Linked DNA regions of Gossypium hirsutum: all the other regions are linked to region 2. A link is a contact called in public Hi-C data. All regions are on one chromosome and are shown on one strand. The core of a region is the stretch at or near the end of the contact, and the rest is flanking DNA. Distances in the headings are between cores, read along the strand shown. Region 1 holds the start of LOC107886513 (glyceraldehyde-3-phosphate dehydrogenase, cytosolic). Region 2 holds the start of LOC107886521. Region 3 holds the start of LOC107886515 (pentatricopeptide repeat-containing protein At3g04130, mitochondrial).

What was found. A called contact is a pair of places that touch in the nucleus more often than the background predicts.
Region 1: a Hi-C map of leaf shows a contact between it and region 2, with 2.4 times the contacts expected there. The contact joins the promoter of LOC107886513 here to the promoter of LOC107886521 in region 2. A contact is called at or near these places in 2 of 34 Hi-C or Micro-C datasets (both in leaf).
Region 3: a Hi-C map of leaf shows a contact between it and region 2, with 2.5 times the contacts expected there. The contact joins the promoter of LOC107886515 here to the promoter of LOC107886521 in region 2. A contact is called at or near these places in 8 of 34 Hi-C or Micro-C datasets (callus and leaf).

What each region holds. Positions count from the first base shown.
Region 1 is chrA03:93,428,654-93,431,779 of Gossypium_hirsutum_v2.1, forward strand. It overlaps LOC107886513 (glyceraldehyde-3-phosphate dehydrogenase, cytosolic), which reads right to left and starts at 1,327. Exons shown (of 11, transcript XM_016810498.2): 1 at 1,089-1,327; 2 at 944-976; 3 at 735-835; 4 at 535-650; 5 at 345-444; 6 at 56-263. The coding sequence starts at 1,092.
Region 2 is chrA03:93,208,367-93,211,816 of Gossypium_hirsutum_v2.1, forward strand. It overlaps LOC107886521, which reads right to left and starts at 1,456. Exons shown (of 5, transcript XM_016810510.2): 1 at 783-1,456; 2 at 1-26. The coding sequence starts at 880.
Region 3 is chrA03:93,390,823-93,393,895 of Gossypium_hirsutum_v2.1, forward strand. It overlaps LOC107886515 (pentatricopeptide repeat-containing protein At3g04130, mitochondrial), which reads right to left and starts at 1,677. Exons shown (of 3, transcript XM_041098581.1): 1 at 1,480-1,677; 2 at 1-774. The coding sequence starts at 732. LOC107886514 (glyceraldehyde-3-phosphate dehydrogenase, cytosolic) reads right to left here. Exons shown (of 12, transcript XM_016810501.2): 8 at 3,027-3,073; 9 at 2,795-2,937; 10 at 2,617-2,700; 11 at 2,434-2,523; 12 at 2,091-2,341. The coding sequence ends at 2,290.

The sequences.
Region 1 (3,126 bases), core at 77-2,576, 220 kb after region 2:
ACGAGCATTAACCCATTTTAATATTAGTTAAATAAAAGGTAAAGAGCTTTATTACCAGTAATGGCATGAACGGTAGTCATGAGACCCTCAACGATTCCAAATCGGTCATGGATAACCTTAGCAAGGGGAGCAAGACAATTGGTAGTGCAGCTAGCATTGGAAACAATGTCAAGCTCTGGCTTGTAGTCTTTCTCGTTTACACCCATTACAAACATGGGTGCATCTTTGCTAGGGGCAGAGATCACAACTTTCTTAGCACCACCCTGTAAAACGAACAATCAATTCCATTCAATTTCAGTGAACACCCCAGTTGACTCAAGCAAATATATATAAAGAAGAGAAACCTTCAAGTGAGCAGCAGCCTTGTCTTTGTCAGTGAACACTCCAGTTGACTCAACAACGAACTCAGCCCCGGCTTCAGCCCATGGAATCTCCTCAGGGTTCCTAAAACCACACAACAATACAATTTAAAAAAAAAAGGGGAATAAACTGATAAACATAGCTTTGAAATGAGATTCCATGGCTATCATTTACCTGATTCCGAAAACAGTGACGGGTTTTTCGCCGAAGAGGAGGGTTTTAGAGTCTTTGACCTTAAGATCATGGTGCTTCCATTGACCGTGAACGCTGTCGTATTTGAACATGTATGTCTGCATTTTCCCCGCCAATATAATTAATACAAAAAAAAAGGAATAAAAGTAGAGGCAAACAAAGCTTTTTGAAAATGTTAATACCATGTAATCGGTGGAAATGAAGGGATCGTTAACGGCGACGAGTTCAACATCGTTCCTCTGAAGAGCAACTCTGGCAACTAAACGTCCGATTCTTCCAAATCCTGCACCATTTTTAATTTTTCCCATGCTTAGCATCTACTCAACATTTTAAGCATTGATTTAACTTATTTTCCCCCTAACAAAGTAAATTTATTAGATCTGATAATTACCGTTAATCCCGATCTTAATCTTCTTGTCCGAAGCTGCTTAAATCAAGTCAACGAACGATTAGGAAAACTCAATTTAATAAAAAACATATTAACAAAACCAAATAATTGCAACAAAAAAAAAAAGATAAGAAATTAAGTAAATTACCCATTGACGATAACGAGGGAAGTAGGAGAGTGCAGATTCAAGATTTTTTAAGCTAAGCAGAAGGTTTAATAGTGAGATTTAGCGCAGAGAGAAAAGGGCATTGTGAGGTTATTTAAAGGGTGGAGATGGAGAAATCAATTAGGTGAAGCGTGACGTGTCACGTGATGAGCGGGGTTTAATTTTCCTTGGGGCAAAAGAAAAGTGGAGATGGTAGCCGTTGTTTTATTTTAGTTAGAAACGTTGTTTTGTCACCCAAAGAAAAAGATAAATTGTAGATTTAATCCTTCATCAGTGATTTAATATAAATTAATATTTTTTTAATTACATGAGGGAAAAATATTTTATTGAAAGTGTATTATGCATAAATAAATGCATTTTACTATATACTTTTATTTATTTTGTAGTTATTAAAAATATAGTGTTTAATTTTTTTTGTGGGAAGAAGGGGGGGGGGGAGTGTCAAAAATTTGTCTTGAATCTAGTATTACTGTATTAGCCGCTGTATTTAATTTAGGAGTTAGAAATGTGAATGTCCACGCGCAGTAATGGGATCTGATTTCACTTGTTTATATAGGGTAGAAGCTTAAGGACAAAGTGTTGGAGACGATAGCCTTCACTTGCCTGAATGAGAAGGGGAATCGGAATTTTCAGCCTTTTGAACATTCAGCGGCTCAAAGCCGTTGGGTTTTGGAGGAGTCAAAAAAGAAAAAATGAAAAGAAGGTTTGAAAAGTTGCCCAGTGCCCAATGGCAATGAGAGCTTGGGCATGGCAGCTGGCTCACGTGAGCCGCACTCTGCGTGAAAATTACGGTATTTTCTGTTTCCATTTAGGTTCGGTTATAAAATTCAACTGTGTGGGTGTAAGTGTAAAAAAATCCAAAATAGCTTCTTTCATCATGTTCTTTGCCTGACCTTTGTCTGGTTTTTTTTTTCTTCATTTTGACGCATGTTTTTCATCATTTTTGAATTTAAGGCAGAATATTCACGAAATCATCTTGTTCTTACGTTTAGGAAAAAATTATGGAACTTTCGAAATAGTCTTTTTCTTTTTTTTGTATTTTGTCCAATTTTCAATAAAAGAAAATTTTGTTTTTCCTTTTGTCATTTATCATCTATCACCAAACAAAATCAAGATTTTCACAACCAAATTGATAATTGAATCTATCATATTATCGACTTAATCAAATAAGTTATTAAAAAAATATTAAAATAAAAAATCTTTTCAACCGATGCAATTGTTGATTCAATTAGTTTTTTAGCACAATTTAACTAGTCCAACCTTAAGGCCAAAGCCGAAAAGACCGTACGAACTCATATTTAAACTAGGGTAAAGCACCCAATTAGTCACTCAACTTTTAGGGTGTTTTCATTTTAGTCACACAAGCTTTAAATTTATGATCAGATCATGTTTCCACTTTCATTTTAATCACTCAACTTCTAAGTCACTTTCATTTTGATCACCTAAAAGGAATCCCTTAAATATTGATCGTGGTAAAAAAAAATTTAAAGATTAAAAAAAAGGCGATAAAAACTAAAATAAAGCATTAAAATTGTCATATTGTATTTGTTTGCCTCATGTCAAAAGTTATAATTTTTGTAAATATTCAAACTTTAAATTTCAAAACATCGAAATCTATAAATTGTTGAATTTTTTTTTATCCCTTGAACGTGTAAGCCAATTTGTTTCTATAATATTTAAATTAATTAATTTAATCTCCTTCTCAATTTTAAAATTTTATTTTATATTTTCAAATTAAAATAAAATCAAATAACTTATTTTAACTAGTTATCTATGGAACTCAATTTTTTTTTATTATGTGATTTAGATCTTCAATGTTATTATGTTGAGCTAAAAGTAAAGGAAAATCATTGCAATTAATTAAATTAATTAATTTTATCTTACATGCCAAACAAAATGAATAATTATTTCCATCACTTCTTTACCCTATCAAAGAACAATTGCAAGTATCATTTTTCTTTGATTTTAGCTTAGATGAAATATTCAAATATTATATAATCAAAAGAAATTTAAATTTTGT
Region 2 (3,450 bases), core at 206-2,705:
TGAGATCCCATTGTTTTTCCTTGTACCTGCAAAACTTTAAACCTTTAACATTTGTACCACAAAACTAATTATAAAGTGTACAGAATAACACGTGCAAATAGCAAAGCAAAAACGGCCACACTATTAATCAGCTCCACAAGCTTGCCACCCCCAAGTCTATGTAATCTATCAATTATCTGCATTAGTAGCCAAAATGGTTCTTTGTGCAAAGTTTTTCTTCCCTATTTCATAACAAAATGCTACCAAATGAGTGATGAAAAGAATGTAAAAGAAAGCATTAAAACTAAAAAAATATTCTATCATTACAGAATAGGAATTGCATCAAGCAAGAGCTGACCAGAATCACATCTTGAAAAATCAAAGAAACCCCAATCGAAGATATATACATATACACATATATATAAATGCCTGAAAATATAGCTGAATTTTGGGTGTATTCCTGAACCAGATCAAATCAATGAAACACCCCCAAGATCTATATATAAAAATAATAATGTCGACATTGGCATATTTGGTAGTTGAAATCAATTAGTTATTATCTACAATTACATAAGCCAGATATAAAAACCAAATCAAAATATGAAGTAAACAAATATGAAGACCCTTTGTTCCATCAAAACAACAATTATCCAATTTAAAAACTCCTTAAAAGATTGTCAAATATTGGAATAGAAAAGGTGGAGAAAGAAAGAAACCCATTAAAGAAACAAACAAAGATCTAAGATTCATTGAAGCCAAAACAAATGTGTAAAAATATATATAATCAATAGAGAGGGGGGTACCAGGAGGTGAAGAACTTGATGGTTTGGGCAATAACGAAGGCAATAAAAGCAGAAATAAGAGGGTAATTGGTAAGAATGGAGGACCAGGAGGAAGACATTGGGAAAGACAATAGCTGTTATTTCATTCAAATTTTAATTGTTGGTTTGATTTGTTTAATGTAGATTCTTTCCTTGTTATCAAGGGAGGGGAGCAATATTGAAATCTTATTGATGAAACAAAACAAAACCAAACCAATAATTAGATTCAGAAAAAAAAAGGAAGAAATGGGGAAAAATCAAAGGTGGGATGTTGGGAAGGGTATATGTATAGGAGGAATGAAGAAAGAGCGGATTAGGTGGCGACTTTGATGAATCCTTTTTGAAAGCAGGGAAGAGAGAGAGGGGTTTGCTTGAATTGAATGGAAGGCGAAATGTGGGAAATAATGGCATGTTTTTGCTGTGGGTTTTCAATGTCAACAAACAACTAACGGTCTTTGCCATCTCCAAGGTTCCAACTGAATATGCCACTTCTTGTTCCTAATCATCTCTGGAATATACCCCCTCCAATCCATTACTCCATCCACCTCCTTATCCCATCCGCAAGTTTTTACCAATTTGGGTCAAACTAAACTCGCGGAATAGTCTTAACCATTCTACACTCTTTCAAATCATTACCCTCCATTTCTCTTACTAATAATTTAAAAACTTATATATACATATATCTCAATTATATGAACACTTTCTTATGGTATTTCACAAAAAAAAAAAACATCTCAATTATATTTGTGGGTTAAAAATTTAGTATACAATTTTTAATAAAAATTTATCTCGCACACTTATGAAGGTTTTTATACTTCATCAAACATTAAGGGTGTAACATATTTTATTAGGTATAATAAAATAAATAAAATTTTAAATATATAAATAAATGAGACTTCTATCGTAATCTTAAATTCACTTAAAGTTTAAAATTTTTTGTTTAAATTTAAAAAAAAACTGCTAAAATTATAAATTTAATCATTATCATTTTTAATATAGTATTATAAAATTATATATTTATAATCTATGTATGAAATATGTATGAACACACTATTGTATTTGTTTCAAATTAATTAATTATAATAACACATTAAATATATATGATATTAAAATAAAAGGTAAACTATCTAGTTGGTTACCTAATTTTTAAGGCGTTTTCATTTTGGTCACTTAAAATAAAATCCTTGCAATTTGGTCAGCCAACTTAACTAAACATTAAATCTCTAACGGCAGTTAACTTTATACTATTTGTACTTTCATTTTAATCACTTAAAAAAAATCTTTTTCAAATATTGATTGGAGTAAAAAAATTCAAAGATTAAAGTGAAAAAAGGATAAAAATTAAAACAATACACAAAAATTATCAAATTGTACTTGTTTATCCCGTTGCCAAAAATTCTAAATTTGAGTTTTGAAATATAAATTTTTAAATATTAATATTCAAAATTATAATAACAAATCGGCTGACATTATCAATAGATAAAAAAATTCAATAATTTATTTAATTTATTTTGATGTTTTCAAATTATTTTACAAAATTATCAATGAAAATTATTGTCTTTAACACTTGGTCTACAAAACCCAATTTTCTTTTAATTATATGATCTTGAATCTTCCATGCTAAGCTAAAAGTAAAAAAAAAATAAAAAAATCCTAACAATTATTTAATTTTATCTCCCATTCTAAACAAAACTCATAATTTTTTCTTCACTTATTTACCCAAACGAAGAACAAGCAATTAATTAAATTAATTACAAGTATTTTTCCTTTACTTTTAGCTTAGCATCAAGATTATATAATCAAAAGAAATTTAAGTTTTATAGATAATTCTTAAAGATAAATCATTTGATTTAATTTCAGTAAGGTAGTCTAGAAAAATAAAATAAAATTGTAAAATTTAAAAGGATATTAAATTAATTAATTTTAACATCATAGTAACAAATTGGTTGACATTATCAATGGGTAAAAAAATTTCAACAATTTATTCAATTCATTTTGATGTTTTAAAACTTAAAATTCAATATTAAAAAAATTTTAAAATTCAGCAATATGATAACAATTTTCGTGAATTATTTTAGTTTCTAACATTTTTTTCACTTTAATCCTTGAATTTTTTTTACCTCAATCAATACTTAAAAAAGATTTTTTTTGGTGATCAAAATGAAAGTAAAGTAAAAGTTGGGTAACCAAAATGGAAGTGCAAACATGACGTGGCATGTACAGTTAACTATCGTTAGAGATTTAATGCTTGAGTGACTAAAATGAAAATACCCTAAAAGCTAGGTGACCAGCTAAGTAGTTTACTTAAAACAAAAAAAAAGATTAAATTATGAATAAAACGAATTTTAAACATGTAAATATATAAGATTACAAGTATTAGATATACTACAATTGTTTATCATGATGTTATTATCAATTGTGAATTAGTATTGAATTAACTTGTAATACCAATTCAATTAACAACATTATTTTTGCATATTAAAACATATTAAAAAAATTTTTTTGATTAAACGGTAAATTTAAAGTTTTACTAATCCAATTAATGTGAGATCAAATTCAACCACATGCATATATACCATTTCTTTTTTAAATAAAAAAAAATAAATATTTTCAAATAATATAACTCAGTTTAAATACAAATAGATAATTT
Region 3 (3,073 bases), core at 427-2,926, 180 kb after region 2:
CTCTTCAACTCGATTGATTTTGCACCAACCATGAATGAAAATATTAAATGTGTAAGCATCAGGTGCGATGTGTGACTTAAGCAGCAAGAAAATTTCACGGGCCTCTTCCACATTTCTCTCTTTGCAAAGGGTGTCAAGAAGCAAGTTCATTGACTCTGTATTCTTCTTCAATCCGAAAGTTTCCAATTCATCAAATACCCTCACAGCATTTTCCCATTTCCCTGCACCAGCAAACCTTCTCATAACCTTGGTTATCGTGTTAAGCGTAACAAGGTGACCTTGACGCATTTCCTCCAAGAAGTCCTTCATTCGATCCATTTGTTTCATTTTACCGAGGATATCAACCATCGTATCATATGCCTGATGAGAGTGCTTATAGTCTGGGCGAGATGCTGCCCATTTAAAAGCACCCAATGCAGATTTCCAGTCATCCCTGAACCGGTGCAGCAACTTATCAATAAGATCATGGGAAAGCTGTATGGAGTTACATTCTCCATCATTCACGAGACACTGAAAGACTTCATCCTCACTGGTCCCAGCATGAACTTTACTTACGAGAACGTCAACGTCACAACGTCCTATGGCTCCGGAACCTGATCCAGTGTAGTGAGAAGATTCCACTGGCAGAGCAAGACTGGAACTTTCATGGGAAGCATGGAAAAGGGAACATAATATTGATGGTTTGACAAGGAACCAAATACTTCTAAGGCAGTTCTGTAAAGGGTACATCATGGAGAAGTGCCCTCAAAATAAAATTCAGTTTGGTCCTTACAACTGCATATCCAAATGAATAAAAGCATTAGCCTTTCTACTTAGTTCATCGATAATCCATAACAGCAAAATAATAAAATATGACCTCGACCTATAGAAAACTCCCCACTTAAGCCCTTATTCTTTTATTCAGTGCAATAACCACTTGTTATTTACTTATTTAGTATCAAGCCGAATTTGGGTAAGAAATGCTGGCATAGCTAACTACTCGGTTAACCCATATATGCAGGCAGCCATGATGCGGCAAACATGTGAACAAATTTGATGACAGAAAAAATACAATGCATAAATGAAATTAAAGAACTCCATATTGGTTTAGGCATTCTATCAAACATCTTCCATCCATATTGTTGTTTTCTCATGACCAGTGGCAAAGCCATGAAAAACATCATGCGCACAGAAAATGCAATCAACAATTGAAAGAGACAAACCTTCTCGAGTAACATGCAATATAAGGCTAAGACATTGCTCGGATTCCAAAAATTATATAGAAAATCTAAAATCATTTTCAAAAGTCTGGGTTCGTAAAAAAATAAAAAGTATTCTTTTAGCAATTATATTCAATAATTAAAATTGAGATTTGGGTTTTGCCGATTTGAATCTTAAATAGTTTTATAAATATATACATATAGGAAAAATATTAAATGTTAAATTTGCAGCTATACAAGTGAAAAATAAAATAAGAAACTAAAATGCAACATAGTGTACCTGATTAAAAAAAAGGTTTAGGAGGATGTTGGAAATCCATCACTTAGGCTGGACACTGGGAGATGTACTATCGAGGGGTAGATGTGTGTTTTGGGCCTATCACCAACTCTGTTGAGAGAATGAAAGGATGAGGCAGTTACATGGGCTTGCGGTAACGCTGCCATCAGCCCCAACTTTTCTCTTCATATGCATTCTCAGTTTTGGTAATTGCATATTGATAGTATCTCGATAGTAATTAGTATTGATAAATTTTGGATAAACTACATTCTTAGCCATCCAATTATTAGTGTACATTATGACCCAACTACAAAATTGGGCCTTGATAATTTAAGGAAAGCTCATTGTTCTCGCTTAACTTGTTTGCAAAATATTATTCTTTTAAATCATTAAAATTCGCAATTATTTTTCCGTAAAAGAAAAAACTTCATAAATTCACAATTATAATGAACATTCATATCTAATTCATAGTTTCTGCGATACTGAAATGAAATTGAGAAAACCGAATGGGTTGCCCCGAATCATTCGAAAACCCATATCCCTTCTCATTCAATTGGGTAAACTTGAAAGCAAATAGCACCAATTAAAAGGGGAAAAAAACGACAGCACTAATTTGATTGATGTATAAACATCATTTTACTTCATAACATCAAACTGGTAAACTTGTTCACTACATCTTCAAAACTGCAGAAATGTAAACATGCAAGGGGTAAAATCATTGGGTTTTTTATTCCATATAACAAGAAGCTTCTCTCAAACACCTCATATTCTTTAAACCAGAAACACAACTTCTTCACTGGCCTTCAAAAAACGTCAACATGCTTTGGTGGATGCCATGTGAACGATCAAATCAATCACACGAGAACTGCAAAAACAAGACAAGCTTTATCAAATAACCAGGATTTCAAAAAGGGCATAGACTTCAAAAAAGGAAATAAAGTGGAAAGCATTCTTTACCTGTAACCCCATTTGTTGTCGTACCAGGAAACAAGCTTCACAAAGCTCCCGTTTAGAGCAATACCAGCCTTGGCATCAAATATGCTCGACCTGTGTTCCATTTCAGGGAATTGTTATAAATAAATGCAACAAACACTAAAACTCATCATTGACAAACAATAAAAATAATGGTTTTTAACTTGCCTGCTGTCACCAACGAAGTCAGTGGACACAACATCTTCCTCAACGTAACCCAAAATGCCTTTAAGCTTGCCCTCAGACTCTTCCCTGAAATCATTAGAGATCATGTATGAGATATTTTATAATAATATAGCAGAAAAGCAATGGTGTCTACAGATGATGTTATTATGATAAAACTTGCTTGATAGCAGCTTTGATCTCATCATAAGATGCAGATTTCTCAAGCCTAACGGTGAGATCCACAACTGATACATCAACGGTATGAACTCGGAATGACATTCCAGTTAGTTTGCCATTGAGGGCAGGAAGAACCTTACCAACAGCCTACGTATTCACAATACCATCGGGTACATATATAAGAACTAGCATAGCAAAATAAGAAGGAACTGATCAAAATCAGATTGAAAATATACCTTGGCAGCACCGGTGCTGCTAGGAATGATGTTGAAGGGACTGATCA